2 separate regions of the Drosophila melanogaster genome follow, and region 2 is linked to region 1. The links are chromatin contacts, called in public Hi-C maps. All regions are on one chromosome and are shown on one strand. Each heading gives the region's core, a stretch centred on a gene start, on an enhancer-like site or on the middle of the called end of the contact. The rest is flanking DNA. Distances are from core to core; before and after follow the strand shown.

Region 1 (5,328 bases), core at 1,557-4,056:
TCTTCATTTTGCGAAGTTACAACTAAAAAACCAATAAAAAAGTCGTTCATTTTGACAAACAAATGTGTCATGATTTTTAGTAAAAAAAATATCAGAATTTTGACCACAACTTTTGTAATAGTCGATCAAATGTGGAATGCCATACCTTGTTGAATTCGTAGCCTAATTTCCTATCCAGTGGCATTCCCAGCTAAAAATTTTAAAATTTCACCATTTTTCGAAAAAAAACGTGATGTAACCCCTTATAAAAAAGTGAAAATTTCGCAAAAAATTATTTTTACCAAATTATCTAAAAAATGAAATGGGTCGTTAGGTGAGGTTGTCAGCTGCAAAAAACAGTATGTTTCGTATCTGTGCGTCTTCATTTTGCGAAGTTACAACTAAAAAACCATTAAAAAAGTCGTTCATTTTGACAAACAAATGTGTCATGATTTTTAGTAAAAAAAATATCAGAATTTTGACCACAACTTTTGTAATAGTCGATCAAATGTGGAATGCCATACCTTGTTGAATTCGTAGCTTAATTTCCTATCCAGTGGCATTCCCAGCTAAAAATTTTAAAATTTCACCATTTTTCGAAAAAAAACGTGATGTAACCCCTTATAAAAAAGTGAAAATTTCGCAAAAAATTATTTTTACCAAATTATCTAAAAAATGAAATGGGTCGTTAGGTGAGGTTGTCAGCTGCAAAAAAACAGTATGTTTCGTATCTGTGCGTCTTCATATTGCGAAGTTTTTCAATCATAGTGATTGATAATTCAATCACTGCTTTTGTTACTTAGTGCCATGAGCAGAAGTGAATAGACAACCTTTTTCCCCAAATAGAAAGGGTAGGCGGAACGAAATTCTCGACAAATTTCAAATGATTCTTTATCCGTTTAAGTTTTAAAGAATTTGTGCTAAAATTTTATATTTAAAGGCGTACAGAGTGAGCGAAAACAAAAGGAAAACCTAGTGTTTTAGTGGATTGACGTGCGACTGGGTCAAAGGGGTATTGAAGAGAAGAGAGGCAATAGCTGTTTTGACGTGCTATACGGACTTTGACAGTATCCGAAATTGAATAAATAAGTAATTCAGTGTGGGCTATGTGGTATGTGTGGGTACTTGAACTAGTTGGGGCGCCTCCATTATGTCAGTATTGGCAGACTGCCCGAATCGTATCATACAATAAAATATACCGACTACTACATTGTGGGCAAACAGTTTAGTTGGTTATTGCCCCCAGTGCGATAGCCAGCAAGATGTCATTCAAAAAAGATAGTTATTGTAAAGCTATCGAAATATTTGTGTGTGGGGGGACATGCATTCGTATTTGTTTCGTTTATCAGTAAGTTATCTTGATTGCTCGTCTGCGAGAGCTCTTCTCGACAATAAAAGCAGTACTCACTGAAGGCAGATCCTCTATGTGGACACGTTTTGGGATCATCGCTGCTTTCGGTGTCGGCCAGCTGCCTTGACTTAATCATTCACTTAATCGCATTGACTTATTGCTCATCGGATGTTTCTCTCGCGCTCACACTTGCATTCCCCAGGGGCGTCTAACTAGGGGCTTTCTACCTTATCAGCAAAGCATTTAGATAAGCCAATTTCAAGATGAAAACTGACATCTACATAATATTGTTACTGCAAATAACTTCCTAGAAACCACTGAGTTCCAATATATATTATAGGGCTGGTGAGAATCTTAATCTTATGTCTGTGTCGAAAGTCCCCTTCTCGTATGCCCCTGCGATGACATTTTTCGGCCCTACCGAGTGAGCTATTTCGGTGGCACTTCTCAGCAATAGCGACATTCTCGCCGCAGTGGCCCTCTTGCGATGCAGTGCCTCATCCAAATTGAAAATCAGCTTACAAGTGAACTCACCGTGGGATCTTGGCATCGAACGCACTTGCAGATGAAGTGCTTAGTCATTCCGAGGAATATTTTTCTAGCCAGCGTGGACCATAGTAACTTGGCGTACGACATGGTGATTTCGGCTCCAGCTGGAATCCGTTCAGTAGCGCACACCACAATGGTTTCTCCGTTTTCGAAGTGGTGCGCTGCATTCGGGGTGCACTGGTGGTTCAGGAGTCCAGCCAAAGGGAACAGCGCCCGCACCAACACCTCGTGGCCATCCACATTGCTTCGGCTTTCGAAGGCGTTGGTGTTGAAGGCGCAGATGGTGCGATAGAAGTAGTCCAACATGTCCTGCTCCCGCGGAAAGTGCTCAAAGCAATCGGCAGCCCGTTGGACCTCCTGCATATAGTACCGATCCATATTGGCCTGCATGGCATACAGCAACTTTCGGCTGGCTTCGTCCAGAAAGAAGCATCGCACAACACTAAGAATCCTAAGGGCGCGCGGTTCGATTCTCTGGCTCTCCAGAGGCTTCCACTTGCGAAAGAGCTTGCACTCTAGGTCGTGACGCGTGGAGTCCCGGCACTCCGAGCAAACTGGTAATCCGCATCCGGCTGGGCAGAGGGCTGCCGAGTCCGTGGATCCCGGAATCAGGCGGTAGCAGAGGGTGCAAGTGCGCAGATTCATGGACCTATGAGCTGTTGGACCCACGAGCAACGTGTGCTCACGGAAGAGCTCCTCGCCAGCGGCTATTTCTCTGGTGGCAAAGATGCCCCTACCGGAAATTGGAGAGTCGGCCACCCGCCAAGAGGGCTCCTCCGGTCGCAGGTCACCCAAGTGGATGTTTATCAGTTCGGCTAATTCCTGCGTGGACGCACTGATGGTCATTTGGCTTGAGGATCTCGGTTCCTCTGTAACAGGTGTGCTAGTGGACATATCGGCTGCAGTAAGGGCAACTCTCTCTTGATTCCGTCGATAACCGAAACGCTACTGACCGCTGCCGCATCGGAAACTCTCTGATCGTGCGAGTTTCCTCGCTTTTCTCGGAGTGACAGCTAATTATAGTCTGGTGGCTCTCGGATTTCCCGACTGCTCGCTGGACAGGCACAGCTGGCGGATATGCTGCCGTCGGAAAATAAACACTAGCCTTTTATTGGAATTGTTGTTAACCCACTGAGGGCATTGCTCAAACATTTATATGTACTTTTAAGCAATTAATATAAACTGATTTATTTTTGCGTGTGCTGAATTTCGTAATAGTCTATATTAGCCTTTACTTTTCCTAACGCGTAATATTTGTGGTAGGCAACACTGCGTATGATTAATGTACTTGCAGCGACTACGTATACGTAATATTCTATTACAGGCGCGATTTGTTGTTCCAAGCAGAAGAGAAACAATCATAGCATACTTTCAGGCGCAGGCGTAAACCCTTAACGAAAGGAAGTCAAGTGGGTCACATTAAGTTCAACGTAACAAAACAACCAGTCCACAAAATAAACACTTTGAAGTTCAGTTTTATTTTATTATATATTGAACATGACACACATCGTTTTGGGTTAAAACTTGGGCTTCGCGCATCCGTCGCTGTTTTAGTAAGTTAGATTTCGAACATAAACTGGACTCTGAAACGCAAACAAGGGCTTCGATAAATGCTTCTGTTAGTACACTACAAATACGATGGAGGGGCGATTCTAGATTCCTTGGAGCGCAAGCCCATTGAAAATGGTCTCTTATTATATACGTTGCATTCGCTTAAATCTGACTGCTGTATGTACATATTGCTTTCCTGTTCCTCTCTCTTTTTCGTGGCTATCGCTTTGCTTTATTGCACGCTTAATAATTAATGTGTTTATTAAAATTATCGAAACAAAATCAGCATAGGATCGGGTGGGGGAAGGGAAATGGGCTGTGGAAGGGGGCACGAAGGCGGGGGCGGGGACATGAGCACAAGTTCTTGGAGCACATAATAAATAGTTGCAGGCACTTACATAACTGGCGTTCAGATGGAACCGATTAGGGATTAACATTTAAAATAGAAATCATTAAGATTAGTGTTTAGCTTTGTATGTTACACAAGGCACGCGGCTGGCGGCATTCGGTCAGGTGGGTTGAGGGCGGTGGGCAGATGGTCAGGTGCCTTCCTCCAGCATCCCCGTAGGCACTGACAATCGCCTAGTACTGGTACCACGGCTGTCGGCGCACCCACTGCAAACGATTGCTGGTTTGATCCGACCGGATCTTGATGCTGGCTCCTTCGGCGGCGCGCACCGTCTCCTTCACCTGGAATCGCACATAGAAAGAGAGGATTTAGCAATGAAAAGGAACTGGTAAAGGTAAAGCCCAGAAGCTTCAGGAATGGCGACTCCTTCCTGTGAATTTGGCTAGGCAATTACTAAGCATTTCGAGACTTACGCTCTGCATCAGGTTCTGGGCATTGCCCACAAGCATCTCGGTGGCCTCGCGATCCTCGTCGGATCCCTGGGCGCCCAGCATCGTGGCCTTCACGGTGGACAGGATTTTCAGCTGGGTGCCGATGGTGGGGATGCGTTCGCACACTTGGAGCAGGTTGGTGCGGATGCGTCGATCAGTGCACTGGCGGGCCAACTCCTTAGCCAATCGGGTCACGTCCTCGGAGGCCTCGGCGATCTTCTTGGCGGTGGCGATCAGCTCCCGCTTGCTGCCCCTCGAATCGGACAGCACTAGCTCGCTGAGGCGGGCCATCAGGATCGCCATGCGCTTGGCGGCCGCAATGATCTCGTTGTCCTTGGACGACCACTGGCGCACCTCCTGGTGCAAGCCACGGGCGGCGATCTACGGGCAAAAAGCGGATTAGTATCCAATCTAACGCTCCAAATGGCAGTTCTACTCACCAAGATGGGCTGGTTGGCATGTGGCATCGTGCGGAAGACGCCCTCGTCTTCATCATCCGTTTCCGGAGGTGGCGGACGCACTGGCGCCAATCCTTCTCTTGGCAGTGGTGGGCGTGGAGGCGCACGCTCGGCTGGCAAAGACATTAAACAGTTAACACATACTTTGGAATATATGTGGTCCTGAATGCTTACCATTCTGGTTGGAAAGATGCAGGGCACTCAGCTCCGGAATGGGTGGCGGCAGGGAAGTGGGCAGTGGTGGTGGCTGCGGTGGCGCAATAGCGTCTCGCACCTCACGCACATCGCCCAGGAGCCGCTGGAAGGAGTTCTTCCAAGCGGCCGCTGCCGCCGGATCGGCAATGTTGGTGGCCACCAGCTTTGCGTCGCCAACCATGGCGGGCAGCGAACGCTCCAACCGGTTGGCGGCGGCATTCAAGCGCTCCGTGAACACCGGATCCTCAGAGTTATCCGCCTCCTGTTTAGCTACCAACAAGACCCTATTGATCAGGCGGGCAATGTTCGAGGTGTTGTCCACCATCTTCTGCGGCTGGCGGGCATGGATAGCATCCTCACAGAGCTTGGCGTAAACCTGCATGTGCTCCTCGGATGTTTTAATGA
Region 2 (5,328 bases), core at 1,918-4,417, 170 kb after region 1:
TGTGGCTCCTGGTCCTGCTGATCGCTGCTGCACAACTGCTCCAGGATGTCCTCGGCAATCCTGAGCAGCTCGTCGATGTTCTGGAACAAAGTGCGATGATCGTTCGGCGAGATCAGATCCTTTCGTTCGCCAAGCGGCTGCACAAAGCGGTCCACTCCGAAGTGCAGGGCAGCCGTGAAGTTCTGCTCCCGACTAATCAGCTGGAGCAGGAAGCGCCTACGGTTGTCCGTGACAGGCACAATCGACTGTGGGCGTTCAAACGGGTCAATGGTTAGAGTGTTAAATAAGTCGAGCTTGTTAGTATATCCACCAATGGGAACAGCAGATGGAAACAAACTTATGATAATCAAAAAAACTCAAAATCATTTGGGATCGAAAAAAAAAGTTTATTGTCAAGCGTAGCGAAGTCGCACGAAGCTTAAGGACTCTCAAACAAAATAGAGGCCTAGGCTAGGCAAAAAAAAAGGATAAATAATTAGGTAGTCGTAATGATAACCAGCATGGCGCGATAACTTAATCTCTTAAACTTAACAAATTAGTATGTACACAAAGACACGAAATGAATCAAAGCAAAAAATAATAATCCTTAGACGAAGACACCTTTGCCTACCTCCTTGCTGAAGGTGACCTGTGGCAGGTGAAGCCTCCTTTTGGCCGCCTCGATGGAGGAGGTGGTTCCCGAGCATGCGGTAGCCGGCCGGCTCATGCTATTTGCCAATGGCTGGATCCTCGTACTGGTGGTCCTTTGCAGACTCATTACGGTGGTCGTTCCTGTTGCGGTGGTGGCCAGGGTGTGCTCCTCGCTGCCCAAGCCCACTGCCGCGCCCAATCTGGTGCTTATGTGTACATTGTTCTGGCCCAAGTCCGTCGACGTGATTGTTGTGGCGCCCGCGCCTGACCTTCTGAATATCTCCAACGTCAAGGACGAGCCCTGCGATCGTATCAAATTCAGAACATCAGCCTCGGGCATCGTGACGACGTTATGCTTGTCCACAAAGATCACATAGTCGCCGGGCAAAATGCCACACCGATCGGCCGAGAGTCCCGCCTCGATTTTCTCCACCCGTGGCGGATGCGTCCAGACAATAGAGAATCCAAAGCCCCGTTCCTCGGTTCGCGTAAGTCTTTTCGTCATGGTGAATGGGGTACGTCCCTGCTGCTGGCGGACAGCGCCTCCTACGCTAGATCCTCCGCTATTTGGCATGGTGGACTGTCTGCGTCCACCGGATGTCCCATTGTTCAAGTGGTTGGCATTGCTTTCGTTGGCCTTCGACGCCGAGGACTGGGAGCCCGTCGCTTGTGCCTGGGTGGTGGTACTGTTTGCATTGCCATCCGCTGGCGGATCCAGCTCCAGGAATCTTAAAAAGAGATTCTCGTCGGCATCTCGCTGGTGGAGTGCCTTCTTGCTGAGCTTCATGGGCTGCTGGGGCTGCTGGGGTAGCAGAGGATCCTCTTTGCCCATGCTATCGATGCTAATGCTGATCACCTCGTCGTTCAGTGCCATCGCTGCGGAATTCGATCCCGAACCGGATCCAGTGGCAACCGGTTTTTGGGGCGTGACTGTGACGGCTGCTGCCATTTCTGCGGGGGAATCGTCCTGCTGTTTATCCTGATCCTTCGCCGCTTCCGTTTCCTGCTTTTGATCCTGGCCTGCGTTGGCTTTTGGTTGGCTATGGCGGCTAGTAGGCGGAGGACATGCCTGTGCATGCAGCTTGTAGGATCCTGCCGAGACGCCCGAATCCGGATGCACTAACTCATTCAGTGGAAAAGTGCTGCAGCCCAGGAACTCGCTGCGTCTGAAAGGGAATGCAGAAAAAACAGTCAGTGGGAAAGTTCTAAGTCAAACAAAATATCACATATATATATATATGAGTTGAAGAATTTTTTGACCCTTCGCTATTTGCCAAAGTCTCCTGAATTATGGAATCAATGGGCTTGTGGACGGACTCGGACGGAACTGAGAAAACTAATATGGCCATTAGATATGAACGAACGCTTGTCCGCCAAAATCCTTGGCCCCTCGCAATTGCTTTTGGATAATGCCAATGCCCATGGCAGTACCCATTTTGGTCAGTTTGCGTCACGTTACAACGTCTGACGGACATTGTCTATTTATAAGTGAGTGAAGGTGGCTCGCCCACAGCTGATCCAATCCAATCCGTGGAAGGCCGCAGAAAGCCCGTACCGAGACACCAAGTTCTCCTGGTCGTACGTGACATAAATCAATTAGCGGCCCTAAGCTGCCGCCACATTCCACATTTCCACATGCCACAAAGTACGTACGTACGTACATGTGGCCCGGAAATGCGCTTGGCCTGGCCAATTGGCTGGGTGTTTGGCTGGTTCGGTGTATGGTGGTTCGGTGGGTGGTCCAGTGGGTGGTATAGTGGGTGGACCAGTGGGTGGTATGACAGTGGCTTAAGGCTCTGTCTGCTGCTTCTTCCACTGGCCACTTTAGCTGAAGTTGGCGCGCGTATTTGGGTCACTTTTATTGATTTTCCTTGCGGAGTCCGTGTTCTTGTACTCGTACTATATATGTATAGTTGTTTCTTTTTTGGGGCGATTGCAATCGCAGCTGTCAGTTCGGGAGGTGCATTAAAAATGTTGGGGCCTTCGTATTGGTGCCTCCGCAACTGTGTGCCGAAAAGCTGGCCATAAATTATTCAACCACCAGTCGTTTTGTAAATTGACTTAAAACGTTCCTTTTTGGCCTAGACTGTTTTCACAACCCAGGTGAACGTAAATTATGCATGGCCAACAAATAAAAGCAGCTGCGTGTGAGGCAGGAAAATGGAATAGGTGATATGGTGTCCCGGGTGTACATTTAGTTAGTTGGCCACTTCAATTAGCTGCTGACAGCAAAAAATAAAGGAAAATAGAGAAGATAGGGGTGTGTATGTGCGTGAGCTGGTGATTATTGCATAATCGTCCTAACCACCAACATCGATTTGGCATTAAACCCAGCATTTGACCAATTTTATTGTTCAATTTCAAGTACCACACTCCTGAATGTCCTTGAATTTTAATTAACTTTCGAGCACGCTGCGAAAGGCCCTCCTCTCACATAGATACGATACATCGAGTCACGCACACACTAACACACACTAGGCCTTCATCCACTTCCTGTTTGCAATTTGTTTAGCAGCATGCCCGAAATTATGCTACACTTTCCATGCTTCGCGCACACACACACACAGTTACATAAGTTTTCGTTGCACTCTTTCTTGGGCAACGTAATTGAACACTGCGGCACTGCCATTGAAGGCACTTCAAAAAAAAAGGTAAACAAAATGCGATATTTAAGCCATCGTTGTGGCCCGCAAGGATATACATTTTTTTGGGCTTACTTTGCCTCGTTTCCTGCGTTTTCGAGCTTCGCCAGCCGTTCTGCCGTTCGCCGTTCTGTGCCGCTTTTCACGCGAGCTTGCCACTCGGACTGAGTAACGGGAACTGAGCTGGGAAAACTCGGGAAAACATGTAGCAGCGCAGGTCAGCCCGGGAAAGTCGCTGGAAGTCGCATGCCCGGAGCCACTGCGCTTGCGCTAGCAAGCTGGAACTTCCGGGGGAAAGCGCCGAGCGCTTGTTTATGTGCAGGAAATGCACCAGGAAAGGCGGGAGGCGAAAGGCGCTGGAGGTGCCACGAGGCCAGGAAGAGCGCCACAATTAACCAGACTTGGTCTTTTGCCTGTCTGCGAAGCACGCCCTCCATCGCCATTCCTCAATCTCTTCCAGAACTTCCCCCGATAAACGTTTAGGGGTGAATGACTTACAACAGGACGACGATGGCACGCGCAAGAAGGCGCATTACATGGGGCCATATTTAATGGCAATATCGCAATTGGCAATTGATACTTTGACTGAATACGTTTGGCATTCTCTATTAAGATATGATTATAGTAATTGGAACTACCGGAAGAAAGGACTTTGCATAAGCAATTCATATTTAACAACCAATTGTGCAAGCCCACCACCCCCTTTGCATTTACACAACGCCTACGTAACGTACATCATATAATATTTAAAATTTGCTTTTCAATTTCAGGAAATACTTTATGTGCTTTTCTTGGCTGTCGACCGTACTCGTACTCACTTTAAATGGCGATCCCGATGCCACACGGCCAACTGAAGATACTGTCCAGCGGTCTCCTCGCCACTGGAAATCTGGAAGTTGAATCGCTGATCGAAGTACGGGCGGCCCGAGTGCCGATGGACGGCGGTGCGTTGGTACCCGGAACTCATGCTTCCCCCCGACGAGTGGCCACCGTATCCGGGTGGCTGGGCTCCTCCGGACAGGGCCACCTTGACGTAGGCGTTGATGCTGCCGTTTCCACTGCCATGGGAGCGCTGCAAGTCGCGACAGCGAATCACTGAAATGCAGAAGGACGAGGTAGACAGGTGTAATTAACAGGTGAGTTCGGCCATGATTCTCGTGGGCTGGCGGGTCAGTTTGGGTGATTGGGACCTCAAGACTCAGGCAGACGGCTCCCCCGATAATCCTATTTACCGAAATTGAGTGCCGTGTGTCTGGCTTATATAGAAAGTTTCTAAATTGAATTGAAGTGCAGTTATTGTACAATAGAAAGGTAAGTGGCAAATGATAGACATTGATAGCAGAAATTATTGGAATTTTATGGGAAGTTTTGAGTTGGATTCTTTACGAATTTTAAATCAATGAATGCTTGGGCTGGGGTCTTTGGAACTCACCATGTACATTAAGTTGCTGCTCCTTGGCATCGAATGCGATGCTCACATCGATGCTGCCCCGCTGACTGGCCTCCATGTCCGCACCACCATTACTGCTGCTGCTGCTGCTGATGCTGCTGGTGGTGGTGGTGCAGTGGGAGGGAGGTGTGGTGGTGGGGGAGGCCAGCGAACTCCTCTTGGCCACCTGCTGCTCATCCTCGTCCAAATCACTCGAGGCGGAACTGGATGAGAAGCTCAGGCAGCGTTTGGTGCTGGGAACCAACTGCAGTGGCTCCAACTTCTTGGCTTGGTGACTTTGCGTTTGGTTAATGGTGGTAGTCTTGTGTGGGTTCTTGCGCCGCACCACCCGCTGCCGCTTCAAGTGGGTGGGCGTGCGCACCTCCATTTCGTGGACACTGGTCTCGCTCCACTCGGCATTATCCGCCAAAATGGTGGTCGAAGTGGTGGCGCCGGCGCCTGGCAGTGTCTTCGTACACCTCACCTCCTTCCTGGCCGACTCTATGATGGCATCCAGCATGCGGTCCAGTGTGGTATCGCCCATTCGCGATGAGGAGAGCTGAGAATCCTCCAGAGCAACTGCACCACCGGTGGTGCGTGGCAAGCAGCGCAGTGCCGCCAATTGTG

Evidence for each region. A called contact is a pair of places that touch in the nucleus more often than the background predicts.
Region 2: a contact with region 1 is called in a Hi-C map of the Kc167 cell line, with 2.4 times the contacts expected there. The contact joins the enhancer-like site here to the promoter of SmydA-8 in region 1. A contact is called at or near these places in 11 of 107 Hi-C or Micro-C datasets (the Kc167 cell line, cellular blastoderm embryo, embryo and 5 more).

Annotation. Positions count from the first base shown.
Region 1 is chrX:2,211,003-2,216,330 of dm6, forward strand. It overlaps SmydA-8 (SET and MYND domain containing, arthropod-specific, member 8), which reads right to left and starts at 2,807. Exons shown (of 2, transcript NM_001014718.2): 1 at 1,865-2,807. The coding sequence starts at 2,773. It overlaps Vinc (Vinculin), which reads right to left. Exons shown (of 6, transcript NM_001297884.1): 3 at 4,903-5,328; 4 at 4,711-4,841; 5 at 4,253-4,651; 6 at 3,345-4,120. The coding sequence ends at 4,013.
Region 2 is chrX:2,380,149-2,385,476 of dm6, forward strand. It overlaps PsGEF (Protostome-specific GEF), which reads right to left. Exons shown (of 16, transcript NM_130645.6): 2 at 4,705-5,328; 3 at 4,091-4,367; 4 at 611-1,796; 5 at 1-245. Among named protein-coding and RNA genes, the nearest start is that of PsGEF, 4.9 kb to the right of the region's middle. Within about 2 kb of position 3,168, at least 35 of the 39 cell types and tissues checked have an H3K27ac peak or open chromatin away from gene starts, as enhancers often do. A contact at or near this core is called in the Kc167 cell line, cellular blastoderm embryo, embryo and 5 more, where this site is marked.